Regions from separate parts of the Sus scrofa genome. Here region 1 is linked to region 2. Evidence: chromatin contacts called from public promoter capture Hi-C data. All regions are on one chromosome and are shown on one strand. Each heading gives the region's core, a stretch centred on a gene start, on an enhancer-like site or on the middle of the called end of the contact. The rest is flanking DNA. Distances are from core to core; before and after follow the strand shown. Region 1 holds the start of SIL1 (nucleotide exchange factor SIL1). Region 2 holds the start of CTNNA1 (catenin alpha-1).

Region 1 (6,984 bases), core at 4,449-6,948, 440 kb after region 2:
TGTCCTCACTCAGTGGATTAAGGATCTGGCATTGCTGTGGCTGTGGTGTAGGCCAGCAGCTGTAGCTCCAATTAGACCCCTAGCCTAGGAACTTCCATATGCCATGGCTGTGGCCCTAAAAAGAAAAAAAAGAATGCTGGAGTTCCTGTCATGGTGCAGTGGTTAACAAATCCGACTAGGAACCAAGAGGTTGCGGGTTTGATCGCTGACCTTGCTCAGTGGGTTAAGGATCTGGCATTGCCGTGAGCTGTGGTGTAGGTCACAGACACAGCTCGGATCTCGCATTGCTGTGGCTGTGGTATAGGCCGGAGGCTACAGCTCCGATGAGACCCCTAGCCTGGGAACCTCCATATGCCAAGGGCAAGGCCCTAGAAAAGAGGAAAAAAAAAAAAAAGAATGCCTTCAGTCAAGACAGGGCCAGCAAGCAGACATCAGAAACATACCCCTTTCCACTTCTCTGTGGAAATGACAGGGGACATGGGCTAAATATCAAACATTACCCAAAAGCTCCAATTTCCAGTCCAGGAACACCTGAGCTCAGCTATGAGAAAGACCAAGGAGGCGCCAGAGAAGCAGTAGGTAAGTGCAAAACCTCAGAAGCCCAAGATCTGGAAGAAAATAAGGATAATAAAGAATAAACTCAAAAAAAAAAAAAAAAACAATCAGCTCATGTCCAGCCTCCGTGAAGAAGTCCAGGTAACAACAACCCTCCCATCTCCACCTTCACACACATTGCATTTCTTCTCCAACTCTCTTAACATCATTAGGCTTTGAGGGAGACAACATGGAATAACCCCAGAAATAGACAAACAACTTCTGCTCTGAATTGTTAGGAATATCCGTAAGCAAAGCAGAATTGTCATTCTTACTAATCCTCATGCTCAGATATCTAATCGCCAAGGAGTTTACTGGGCCTGCTACGCCTTTTTGGTAACAGCCTGCACACAACATGCTCAGTGATTAGAAACTGCTCTGCTGGTTGGCATATGGAACTAGTAAGGCCAAATCCACAGCTTTGACCCTTCTAAAAAGGCCAACTAGTTCAAATCTTTCCATGACCCCATTAGCTACAGCCAGCCATTGCATAAGAGGCCCCAAAAGGAATGAATAACAAAGGCGCTATCACTAAGGCATCTCCCATCTGGGAAAACTCAGTGATCTCTTCAATAGCAGGAACTCGCTTTCACTTTCGCATCCTTGACATTTTTCACTGGACCTGGCATCCAACTGGGCCTTGAGAAAATAAGCTGAATGGTCAAATATCCTACTAATGACTGCAGACTCTTGAGGGGTGGAGGTGGGCAGCACAGTGCAAGAGAAATAGCACTGGACTCTGGAGTCAGAACTGGATTTACAGATTGGCTGCTCCAAACCTTGTGACCTTGATCAAATCTCTTAACCTCAGCCTCAGTTACTTCATCTGTAACATGGGGATAATACCAACTACCTTACAAGGTTGATATGAGGACTGGATGAGATAATCTTCTCCTGCTTTTACTAGTTTGATGTTTGAGGTACTGAAAAAGCTTATAGCAATTGCTGGAACCTCTAGACAGAAAACAAGCCTTGATGACTATTTCAGTGAGAGAATAAAAGATAAGACCACACATTCTCAATGAGGGCAAAATCACTCCCAAGGGGGTGAAAACTGATTTTTAGGGAAGAAAAATCTTAGCTATCACAACAGTTTGTGGCCCTCCAAAAGGCCACAGTACATAAACAGACACACAGTATATCTGTGATACTGAAATTCTATTGTGGGGAGATGGGGTGCAATCAGGAAAAAAAAAATTTCAAAAGGTGATGAGAAAGTTCCCTTGTGACACAGCGGGTTAAGGATCCAGCATTGCTGTGGCGCAGGTGCGATGCAGGGTCTATGCCTAGCCTGAGAACTTACACGTGCTGCAGGTGAGGCAAAAAAAAAAAAAAAAAAAAAAAAAAAAAAAATGGGGGAAAGGCCCAAAAGATTGAGAAACACTTGATTTGATGTCCAAAGGCCTGGCCCAGTTTCTGCAAGAAACTGATCATACTGGCACCCTGATCTTGCACTTCCAGCCTCCAGAGCTGTGGGAAATAAATGTTATTTAAACCACCCTGTCTAAGGTATTCTGTTACAGCAGCCACTTCTCAGTGCCTCAAACAGCGCCTAGGGCACAATCAGGAGAAGGTGCGCAGACACAGCCAGCCCACACAAACCCACCCTGGTCTATGAGCTGCCTGGTGGAACCTGAAGGAACTGTAAGTCTGTGCCAAACACATTCAGTTGCTGCAGGATTCTCACTGTCTCCAAGGCAGAAAAGCACACAAGTGAGGATGTCAGGTATAAACGCGTCACACATCAGGCAAATTTTAGCAGGTTCCTCACATGTGTCCTGATCAGCCTGAATCTTTCAAGAGGTTTTTATCCCAAACACAAATTATTACGGTTGAAGCTAGGAATCCGGGGTTACCTAAAGGCCCACCTGAATGATAACAGGTTATTCTCCCCCTCTTCTCAGTAGCAAAACCCTTTGTGAAAGTAAATGAAGAAAAAGGCAAGAAATTCTTTCTTTAAATCCCGTATAATTAAAATAAGAAGCTCTATGCTATGGAAAACTAAGGCTTGCGGCTTAAAACGGACTCAGAGAAGGATAAAGCGTTCATCCTCACTCAGAAAGAGAAAAGATTAGCTCCACAAGGGCAGGTCTCCAAATTGACACCAAATCCAGAAGTTAGAGATGCCTGTGCCACTGAGCGTGATCTAAGCACCAGCTGAGGCCCGAGAAAAACCCCCAGGAATCTACAACCAATGGAGCCAGCAGTGTAAGAATGTTTAGATTAGCTTTCCTGAAAAGAGGCTTACTCTGTAAGACTGGGAGAGAGCCTCTGTCACGCAGCTTTACTTAAGAAAGGACAGAAAACGAATGAAGAAAAAGAAGGCAGGATGAGAAAGTCAGAGCATAAACCTACAAACATAATGAATGACAATAAGAAGACATCCACCTATTTGAAATAACTTGCCTTTAGAGACTATGATATCTTTTTTTTTCTTTCTTCTTTTTTTGGGGGGCAGGAGGGGGGAACACCTGCAGCATACAGAAGTTCCCAGGCTGGGGGCCACAATAGGAACTCCTTGATGTCTTTTTTAATATTCTCATTAATAGCAAATCTTCATTGAGGGTGAAAACAGTTATTGCAATCCTGCATCCCAAGAGGTCTCATGTGTCTTATCTCATATAACCACTCTTCAAAGTATTACTCCTGTTTTTATACAGGGGAAAACTCAGCCTAAAAAGTGAAAAACTTGTCCAAGGTCATATGGCTTATAAGTGATAGAATCAAAACTCATGTTCACCACACACCAAAAAACCCATTGGGTTCACTTTAAATGAACTGTTAACTCATCTGAAGACAAAGTCAGGGGACAAGGTAGCTTAACCGTTCCATTTGGGGTTTTAAAAAAATGAAACAGTACAGTATCATGTACTAATGAAAGTGATCTCTCATATGGTTCAAAAACATCTGCGAAGACAATTTCAGAGATAATTTTCAAAACTGGCTTTAGACAGGTGTTGCCATTGTGGCTCAGCAAGTTAAGAATTCAACACAGTCTCCTGGAGGATGCAGGTTCGATCCCTGGCCTCGCTCAGTGGGTTAAGGGACCAGTGTTGCCATGAGCTATGGCATAGGTCAAAGATGCAGCTCAGATCTGGCGGGGCTGTGGCCGTGGCATAGGCAGGCAGCCACAGTTCGGACTCAGCCCCTAGCCTGGGAACTTCCACCTGACGCAGGTGCGGCCCTAAAAAGACAAAAACAGTAACAAAAAAAAACCCAAAAAACGAAAAGCCTGCTTAGGACAAAGGCCCTATCACTTAAGTGATGCCACTCTCCACCCCTCAACCCCCACCATTTACTCTTACACACACCATTCCAAAGGAGACCAACACTCACTGAGAATTAAGTTCTGGCATGTTTTATTTTGAACCCTTTTGGTTACTTTTCAGTTTCACTTAATTAACCTTTTCTCCTGCCAATGCAAAACACAGGGGCTCAAAATTGGCCTCTGCATTTAAGCAAGTAATAGCTGGAGTTCAAGGACGGCTGGGAGGGGGAAGGAGGCAATAATCAGAGGACAAGGCAACCTCATTCCTGGGACCACATCACTACGAACATATTCCCCATTCCCAGTATCTGTAAAATGGGCACAATAGCTCTTTTCTGTTGCCAATTTCATCAGAACAACACATGTATTAATTAGCAGATTAATCTTCTAAACACCCAAAGGAAAAGTTAAAATAAATCTGATGTGGCAACACTTTTAAAACCAAGAGCCATGTTCTCAGCTGAAACCACAGACCAAGGCCTGATCCATGCTACACAAACATCCATTTTGATGTCCTCACACCCTGGCTCCCATCAAAATCCTATCCAATCTCCAAATCTGGCTATTTGAAAAAATCTCAGAAAAGACTTGCGTGGGGACAGCTAAGAAGACACGAGCTACAAAACACATCTTTCATATTGTCAAAACGAACACTGTCTTTATAAACATCAGTTTCTTCTCCTAAAAAACATGGAAGACGCCTTCTTTTAAAGCCTACCTAGTCTAGGTTTAATCCAACCTCCTCAATCCTCCAGAGAAGTTATTTTAGGCCAGAAAGCCAGAGGGACTTAAATCGAGGCCACGTATTTTAAAATATTTATTAGAAAACTAATCTTACATGAGTCACACTTATTATTTTTTAAGGCAGCCAAAAGTCCTCTAGCTCCCATTGTGCAAAGGAAGCCCCAATGACCTCACACATGTTGGGCATTTCCTGACTCCTTGTCTTTTCCACCTACAGCCCCTAAATTGGGGCACAAATTTCAACTGATTTTCGCTTGCCTTTTGAAGCAGATAATTTCAAGGCGAGGAAAGAGGACCTGAATCGGAACCCCCTGGGGCGGAGTGTAGGCGCCAACCCCGGTTTATACAAAACTCCTGTGCGTAAAACCCAGGAATAGGCCCAACCGCCTAGGTGATTTGAAACACACCAAAGTCTGTAACCCCTACGGTAAAGGGAAGTATTTCGTCTACCAAGGCAAAGGAAAACTCAAGACAAGAGTGGAAATACGACGCGAGGTAGGACGCAATTCCATATGGTAAAGAGACACCAGAATGGCAACACTGGAGCTGGTGGACAGATGCAGAAACTGAGGCCCAAAGAAAGGAACTAAAAGAGATGAGGACCCCACAGTCAGGTTCGGACCCCCGCGGCTTCCTCTCCTGGCCTTGAAGCAGGATCACTGCAGGCGTTCTGAGTGGGAGAGGTAGGGAAAGCGGCCCTCGGGCTGAGAAGCCAGGTCTGCCACCACTACTGAGGAGGCCGGAGCCCACTTGTACTTCCCGCTCGGGAGACACCACGTGTGAGGGGTGGGAGCCCCGGAACAGCACTGGCAGCGCGCTGGGCACCCAGCCGCGGCCCAGGGCCGGGCGGCCCTCACCGCCCCTACCTGCGGCTCCCCGCCCGGCAGCCGAGGGGCAGACACAAACCCCACAATTCCAGGCGGCCGCAGCGGCAACCAGCTCCCCGTGCGCAGACGCGGCGGCCACGGTCAGAACTTGCGCGCGCCCGGCTATTACGTCACTGGCTTCCTCGCCCAATTGTCTTCTTCCAGAACCGCGGCAGCCCCACTCCTCTTCCGGCACTCGAGGTGCTGAGCCCGGCTCCTCTCCGGCTTGTTAAGTCCCGCCCCCTAGCGTCTACATGAGCAAACCTCCTGAAACTTATTCGGCCCAGTATCCTTCCGCCGGTGTGAGAGACATCTAAAACAGGTACCCGCAGGCCTGGATTTGCTTCCAAGGTAGAACAGAGTGGAACTTTGAAGTTTCATCTCTGATTTCCCAACAGCTTAACTTTTTTCTAGCGGAAAGATCATCAGAAAGAAACCAGAGGTGGTAGGAAATAAAAATAGATCAAACTGGTATGACTCAGTTGGGATAAAGCTGAGTCTCAAGCAATAAATAGTCCTTAGAAAATTCATGCAGAATAGGCCACCTGCAAGTCACCTACTTTATATACTTATGTATTGTGCGAATTGACAAGGACCAATTATTTTAAAAATAAAAGTCACCTGCAGCTCTAATTCAGCTCAAAGCACTGAGTAGCTTATTTATACATGCCAGGTGTTGCAAATACATTATATTTCCTTCTCATGACGCTTTAAGATCAGAACTGTTATCCCCTTTTTATAGATGGGGAAGCTGAGATTCAATAAGTTGAAGGACTTAAGTGAAGTTTGTACAGTCCAAAAGCGGTAGAACTGGGAATTTATGCCAGATTTGGGTGCCTGCAAAAGTCCTGTTCTCTGATCCTGTTAGACCTTCCCCTTGCCTAGGCGCTTAACCTGGCAGGAAAAATGGGGTGCTCAGTCAGAGTCCAGACCCAGTGATTGCAGGTCCTTCAGAAGTGGAGAAAAGGGGGAGTTCCCATTGTGGCTCAGAGGATTAAGGACCCCAACAGTGACATGTCTGTGATGATGCAGGTTCAATCCCTGGCCTTACTCAGTGGTTAAGGATCTGGCATTGCTGCAAGCTGCAGTATAGACCTCAGCTACCGCTGGGATTGATGTTGCCATGACTGTGGCATAGGCCTCAGCTGCAGCTCGGGTTTGACCCCTAGCCTGGGAACTTCCATATGCTGCAGGTGAGGCCATAAAAAGGAAAAGAAAAAAGTGGAAAAAAGGATAATTTAAACAAGAGCAAACAAAAAACCTATGTTTGGTATTCCTTTCCCTTTCCACGTATTATGTGAGCTTCCAGCAGTTAATCTACCTTTTTTATTGCGTTTACTTCAAGCAGGTGGGAGCTTGGCTTTGCAACCATGAACGAAGTTTGGTTAGTAGCCTGGGAAGGGAGAACAAGCCCCTGGGTAACAGTTCAGTAGGTAGTGCCAGTTTATTAAAAAGACCTACAAGAGACATTCTTCTGCCACTGGGGAGAAAGGACAGGGAACAGTTCACATT
Region 2 (7,047 bases), core at 75-2,574:
TTTCAACAAGGGGCATCATAAATTGAGTAGCTGGTACTTGAGTGAAGAGATGAGTATACAAAATTATGGAGCATAATCCTTTAACTATGTCTTTTGTTAGTTCAAACAAGTATTTATTGATTGAATACTATGTTCTAAGGTAGCTAAGTGTAGCTGGAGGAAGCCACAGCCACTCCATGTAGGGGAGACCACAGGAGCAAAAGCTCTGAAGATGGAAACAGCATGGACTGTGGCTGGACAAGAATGGCCTCATTAAGGTTACAGTGGGCACTTGCACCTACAGAGAGTAACTGGGCCCCGCCTAGGGGATGAGCCTTGTGCTGGGTGCTGTAGGAGATACAGCTGCTGCCCTCCAGGAGTTTGCATTTCCTGGGAAAGGGAGATTTGAGTAGAAAAAGGTAAACATGCTGAGGGCAGGTCTCCCTAGCACCCTGTTCAGAGCTCAGCCCAAAACGAACAGTGGATACTGCTGTCATGCATAATTTTGGACTTAATAGACCAGTGCAGAAATCAACTCGTTCGTCATCCCATGATGGAGAAGGAAGTCATACCAGACTGAGAGTGTAGTATTTTTGGTTTTGTTTTGTGGTTTTTGGGGGGAGCGTTCAGTAGAAAGATAAGGAAGGAAGAGTGGGAATGAAATTCCCTAAATGGCCAGAGGGATAGGGATAGAAGCCAGGTCCTTCAAATGTGCGTGTGTGGGGAGGGGGACAATCTCAGGAGGTGATGCTCCTGTCACAAGCCTCTTGTTCTCCATCAGGAAGGCTGTTGGGTTTACCCATCTGTCAAGCGACCGGCTGAGTTGGGTGATTGCTAGGAGGCTTTCCCATCGCACATTATGAGGTCCCTGGAATTGGATTCGAGTTGCACTCTGCCTCAAGGTGTGAGGCTTCAGTTTTTCCTTCCGTAAAGCCAGGGAATGGGCCTGGAGCTCTTTTCTGGAAGCCTGTGCCCCGGGAACACCTGTGGCACTCGGAAGTCTGCGCCGCCGGGCCGCCGGGTCCCAGGGGCATCAGCGGGAGGTGGGGCCAGAGCGGGCGGTGCCCGGAGACTCACCTGTGCGCCGCGCGCTGACTCACCTGCCCTCCCCAGCTGGCGGGCTGTTCCAGGCACCCGCGCTCCTCCCTCCGCTCGGGGGTGGGGGTCTCTCCCGGCCAGAGTGCCCACTAGGGGCTTGGCAAGAAGAACCTCGAGGGTCAGGGGCAGAGAGCAAGAGGGCCTCTGGGGGGTCCGGGCCTGGCGGACCAGGCGCTCCGGGTCAGGGGCCACCCTGGCCAGCGGGGTGGCAGCGGGAGGCGCCGGGAAGAGCGCGCCGGAGGGAGGTGCCGGGAAGGGCGGGCGGGGCCCGGGACGCGGGGCGGGGGCGCCGGGCGGCCCATTTCCTCCCTGGAGCCGGACAGGGGCAGACAAAGCGGCGGCCGTTGGCTTCGGGCCTCGGGAATCTTCCTGCCTCGCCTCGCTCGCCGCAGGTAATTGCCTTCGCGCGGGTGTGGGCGCCCCTCGCTGGGCAGGGGGCTCCTCGGGCGGGCGGCCCGGGCGGTCCCCTTTGCGACCCCGCCTGGCCTCGGGCTCCGGGTGGGCGCCGCTGCGGCCTCCGGCCCGCTCTCGCCGCGGGGCCCCGGGCCTGGGCCCTGGTGGAGCGGGCGGGGCCGGCGCTTACTGGCGCTCGGGAAGTTGAGGGCCCGCGGCGGCCGGAGCAGCGCGAGCGGCAGGCCCCGCGCCGCCGCGGCGCCTGCTCTCGGGAAAGTTTCTCCGGGCTTGGAAACTTTGTTCGAGTAGCCTCGGTGCGCGCGCCAGGCCCGCGCTGAGCCCGCTCGGCCGCCTTCCTCGAGGGCAAGAGTCCGTGCGTGGTTCCGCGGGCGGGCGGGCGGCGGCGTTGCGTTTTCCGGGGAAGCGAGTGAGGTCTGTGGTTTCTGGCATCGCACCCCTCCCCCCGCCACCGAAACTTGCCGGTCAGGTGGACGGGGCGGCTGCTGGGCCCGCACCCTCGCGTTCCCGGCCCGAGCGCATGTGCGAGTTTGCGTGTCCCTTTCTCGGACACAGTCTGGCTGGGAAGGGGCGCCACACCCGTGTGGACTTTTGGCGTGTACATGTGAACCTTTGTTGTGAAATTCCTCGGACTTCTGTGCTGTGTAATTGGACGCCCTGAACTCTAATTAGTTCTGGTTTGCACGAGGGACGTTGGAATCTTTTTTTTGTTGATTTCTAAAGGGGTGTGTTTGTGTGGGAGAGGGAGAGAGAGAGAGAAAGGGAGAGAGAGAGAGGGAGAAACACTTGTTGGAAAAAATGTTGTCTGAATGCCTACTAACCTTGGTGTGGCAGGAATGGCTTCCCAATAATGCAGGCGGCAGTTGGCTCCAATCCAGGACTGAAACCCTATTATGTCCCTCTGCGTCTTTGCAACATTTTTTGGTGTTTGCTTTGTACAGAATTTACAATAATCTAGAAAAGAGTAAGGTATGTTCACTCTCTAGATTATTAAGGCGTTTCTTATGTGTGTTGAAGGAAGTGATTACATCACTGTATTGTTGCAACAGGATAGGCATTTCCATGGGAGGATCGTATGTTTAGCAGTGATTTTTGAAGATTGTATAGGTGTGTGTCACTTTAGGAAAGTGTGGATTTGTAAATCACCTTAGTGAGGATGTGGTACTTTAATCCATAGCTTTTGTCCAGTGATTTACTCTTTCTGACTTTTATCAAATTACAAAAATCATTTTTATCCACTTTCTTAAGGGCCCACAGTTGATTAAGAAATAGTCTCTGCCCCAAGAACCCACCGTGTAATAGGGAAGGGACACACAGCTTGGGTGTAGTGCAAGGCCGATGGCGATATGAACCACAACAGTAATGACCAAAAACTTGTGCGTGGGTCACACCTTACGTAATAATAATGATAAGAGAAACTCGTGGAATTGTGCAGGGGGATCTAGTAAGTTTTGTTTGGATAAGACCAGAGGGCTTCCAGGAGGGGACGGGCATTTGAACTGGTTAGAGCAGCAGTGGGGTTTTGTCGGGAAGAAGCATGAAAGGGCATAAAGGCGTTTGTGGAATTGGATTATAAATCTCTCCTGGTTTTCCTTATACTTTTGGCTCTTGTTTCTTAATCTTTCTGTTGTTGTTCAAACCACTTATATCCAAGATTCTAACGTATCTCAGCCCTTCACACCACTGATGTGGCATCATTCTCCCACCACCAGTCACATCTTTTTCCAGGGGTGACCTAGAGATCGGGGTGCCCTCTCCCGGGTTGAGGATCACTTCTGTACAGTCTCCCTGTCATCAAATGTAAGCTGAAGTCCAACACTTTGTGGGCTAAAGCTAAAGCTTCTATTTTGAGTGCAGATGTCTTAGCTCACCCACATGGTCAGCTGTGCATCAGAGATCTCCTTCAGTGTCCAGGGGCTTCGCAAACTCTGCAGGACCAAAATGAGATAAGTGACCTAACCTAGATATGGAGATGGGCAGTAACTGGCAGAGTTGAGGGATTTCTGAAAAGGAACAATAGTTAGTGACGGGACAGGCAGACCTGGATATTGGGGGTGGTGGTGGAGAGTCCTCTGATCTTAAAGGTCCTGAGATAGCAAAAAACTCCTTGTGTTTAGAGACCTAAGAGAAGGTTCGTGTAGCTTGGATGCATGCTTTGGGGGTAGGAAGGAGCCCTGGCATGAGATTGCCAGGGAACTCCAGGTCACGTGCCTGGATTTTATTCTAAGAGCTGTGAGAAGCCATTGTAGGAAGTTTCAAGATCTGATTTCCTTTTTAGGAAGATCACTCCTGCTGGTGCCTGCAAGGCTTGTGTTTGTGCACTAGTAGAAGTAGGAGGTTGATCCAGGAGGATGGTAGGAGTGAGGTGGTGGGGCTAAAGGGAGCTGTACTTTGGAGAAACGAGATAAGCCTTAGGGAAGGATTGGATGCAGCGGCCTAGGCCCTAGGCGGGTCTGTTGGTTTGTTGTTTCCTCATTGCTGCTCCTCCTCTGCTCCCACACCCAGTTTGGATTCCATCACTTACATGAGCTTTTAGTCATATCTCAAGTCCCCCTTAGCACTTTTCTGTCTGGTAGCAAACCTCTTCTCACCAGGTACATGGCACTTGATCTTATTACTGATATGCCTGTTGGCCTTTCTTGATAGAAGGTGAGCCTTGAAGGCTGATAGCCTTAGCCTTTGGCGTGTACCTGGCCTGGAGATGTTTAAAAAAAAAATAGAAGCATGTTGAATGAAGGATAAAAAGAGTCTTTTTTCTTCTGGAGTCTGGTTTATGAGTGGAACTCTGACAGATGAGAGGACAGTCAGATAGTGGAGGGCCTGGAATACTGGACCAAGAGACATCTCCAAGCCTTTCTTTAAACCTAGATCTGATCAGATGAAGTCCTTTCCTTCCTCTCTCCTCTTAGCATGAATTCCTTTTTGCCCTTCTCTCTGCTTCCACAGTAGTTTATTTATCAGTATTATTATTTTTGCTTTTTTTTTTTTTTTTTTTTTTTTTTTTTTAGGGCTACACCTATGGCATATGGAGGTTCCCAGGCTAGTGGTCTAATCAGAGCTGCAGCTGCCAGCCTATGCCATAGGCACAGCAATGCGGGATCCGAGCTATGTCTGCCACCTACACCAGAGCTCAGAGCAACGCCAGATCCTTAACCCACTGAGTGAGGCCAGGAATCGAACCCGCAACCTCATGGTTCCTGGTTGGGTTCGTTTCTGCTGTGCCATGGTGGGAACTCCTTCCATGGTAGTTTAGATTATCTTCTTTGAATTATTGAAATAACTTGTAGTTCTCTGGATAAGTTGTAGTGTTGTTTGCTTTGGTGCCTTTTTCGTATTTTTTCTTTTGTCAGGAGTAACTTTTTTCTCATCCATCTGACAAACAAATTTTTTAAAACCCACCTTAGACGTCACTGACTCTGGGCTTTAGTTTGGATCTCAGTGTTTCTTGGGTACCTTGTACATATTCTGTGGTAGCATCTTTAATGTCCTTAGGTAAATTTCTTATGGATGACTTCATCCTAACTGGTGATTTCTTAAATACCCCCCCCTTTTTATGGCCTTACCTTTGGCATATGGAAGTTTCCAGGCTAGGAATTGAATCGAAGCTGCAGGCTTCCACCACAGCCACAGCTATACTGGATTCTGAGCCACATTTGTGACCTATGCTGCACCTTGTGGCGAGACGGATCCTTAACCCACTGAGTGAGGCCAAGGATCAAACCTGCGTCCTTGTGGATATAGTCAGATTCATTTCCTCTGAGTCGTGATGGGAACTCCTATTTTTTATTTTTTTTAGAGCCACACCCATAGCATATGGAAGTTCCCAGGCTAGGGGTCAAATGGGAGCTGCACTGCCAGCCTACAGCATGGCCACAGCAACACAGGGTCTCAGCTGAGTTTGGGACCTATGCTTCAGCTCACGGCAATGCTGGATTCCTTAGCCACTGAGCCAAGCCAGGGATTGAACCCACATCCTCGTGAATACTAGTCGGATTTGTTACTTCTGAGTCAGGGAACTCCTATTTTAAATAAAACTTTAAAAAATTAAAGTATAATGTGCATGGAGAAAAGTGCTCAAATTAGAGAACTTGTTTAATGAATTATTTGAGTGAACACCACGCATAGCCACCATCCAGATCAAGAAACAGAAAAGTATCAGTACTCCAGAAATCCATCTCTGTCCCTTAGCCGTCTCTGCGCACTTGTCCGTTCCCTTCAGTTTTTATTCTGAGAATCCAGAGCATTGTCTTGTTTCTTTTGGCTGCCTGGGCCAGGGGTCAGATCTGAGCCACGGTTGCGACCTCTGCTGCAGCCGCGCTAACACCAGAACCTTTGACCTTCTGTGCTGGGCCGGGGATCTCATTTGTTTCCTGGAGCTGCGGAGACCTGCTCATCTTGTTGCACCATAGTGGGAACTCCTGGAACATTGTTGTTGATCTCTCAGTGTTTGCAAAAGTTGGTAGAATTTCTTAACATCTTCCCCTCTGCTCTTCAGTCTTTACATATAAGCGATATTCCTCTTTTGGGAAATTTACTACTATCTTGTTGTCGCACTGGTCTGATACTTAGATTGGCATTCAGGGTTTCTATGCTCTGGCTGTAACTTACTTTTCTTTTGGCCACGCCCTTGGCATGCACACATTCCTGGGCCAGGGACATACCATAGCAATGACAACGCTGGATTTTTAACTCACTGCATCACTAGGGAACTCCTCTAACTTACTTTTCAGCTTCATTTTCTATTGTAAGATGTTGCTACCTGTCTCTGCATCTCTGAGGCATTTTTTTCTGGAATGCTCCATCCTTCCTTCACGCAAATGTAGTCTGTCTGAAGGCTGATTTGTTTTTTTCCTCTTTGGGGCCTCACACCTGGCACATGGAAGTTCTCAGGCTAGGGGTTGAACCGAAGCTGCAGCTCCTGGCTTAGGCTGCACCTGCTGGCCTACGCCACAGCCACAGCAGTGCAGCATCCGAGCCGTCTCTGTAACCTACACCAGAGCTCACAGCAACGCTGGATCCTTAACCCACTGAGCGTGGCCAGGAATTGAATGAGTCCTCATGGATATCAGTGGGGCTCATTTCCACTGCACCGCAAGGGGAACTCCATGAAGGCTGATTAATATGCCTCCCCACCCCCTGCGCCTTCGTCTTATGAAAGTTCCCAGGCTGCAGTGACAACTGCCATATCCTTAATTCACTGCATCATAAGGGAACTCCTAATATGCTTTTTCTATTGAGACATTGGTCATTATTGCTAAAAGTGATCTTTTCTGAAAATTTGAATCAGATTATGACATTCTCACAGCACTACCCTGTTTTTTTTTTTTTGTGTTGTAACATTTACATAACAAAACTCAGCATTTAAATGGTTTTTATATTCAGTGGCATTAAGTACATTCACATCTGTCCACATCCGGAAAAATTATCTTAAACTGAAACTCCATATCCTTTAAACAGTAACTCCCCATTCCCTCTCCTGCAGCCCCCCAGCGACCACCATTGTACTTTCTGGCTCATTGAATTTGGCTTAAGTACTCTGCTTGTTTCACTTAGCATAAT

The links. Promoter capture Hi-C pulls out the DNA fragments that hold promoters and counts their contacts.
Region 1: a contact with region 2 is called in a promoter capture Hi-C map of fetal skeletal muscle, with 4 times the contacts expected there. The contact joins the promoter of SIL1 here to the promoter of CTNNA1 in region 2. A contact is called at or near these places in 1 of 5 promoter capture datasets (fetal skeletal muscle) and 1 of 47 Hi-C or Micro-C datasets (heart right ventricle).

The regions. Positions count from the first base shown.
Region 1 is chr2:141,112,503-141,119,486 of Sscrofa11.1, forward strand. SIL1 (nucleotide exchange factor SIL1) reads right to left here and starts at 5,699. Exons shown (of 10, transcript XM_021084842.1): 1 at 5,473-5,699.
Region 2 is chr2:140,681,452-140,688,498 of Sscrofa11.1, forward strand. It overlaps CTNNA1 (catenin alpha-1), which reads left to right and starts at 1,325. Exons shown (of 18, transcript XM_003123988.6): 1 at 1,325-1,469.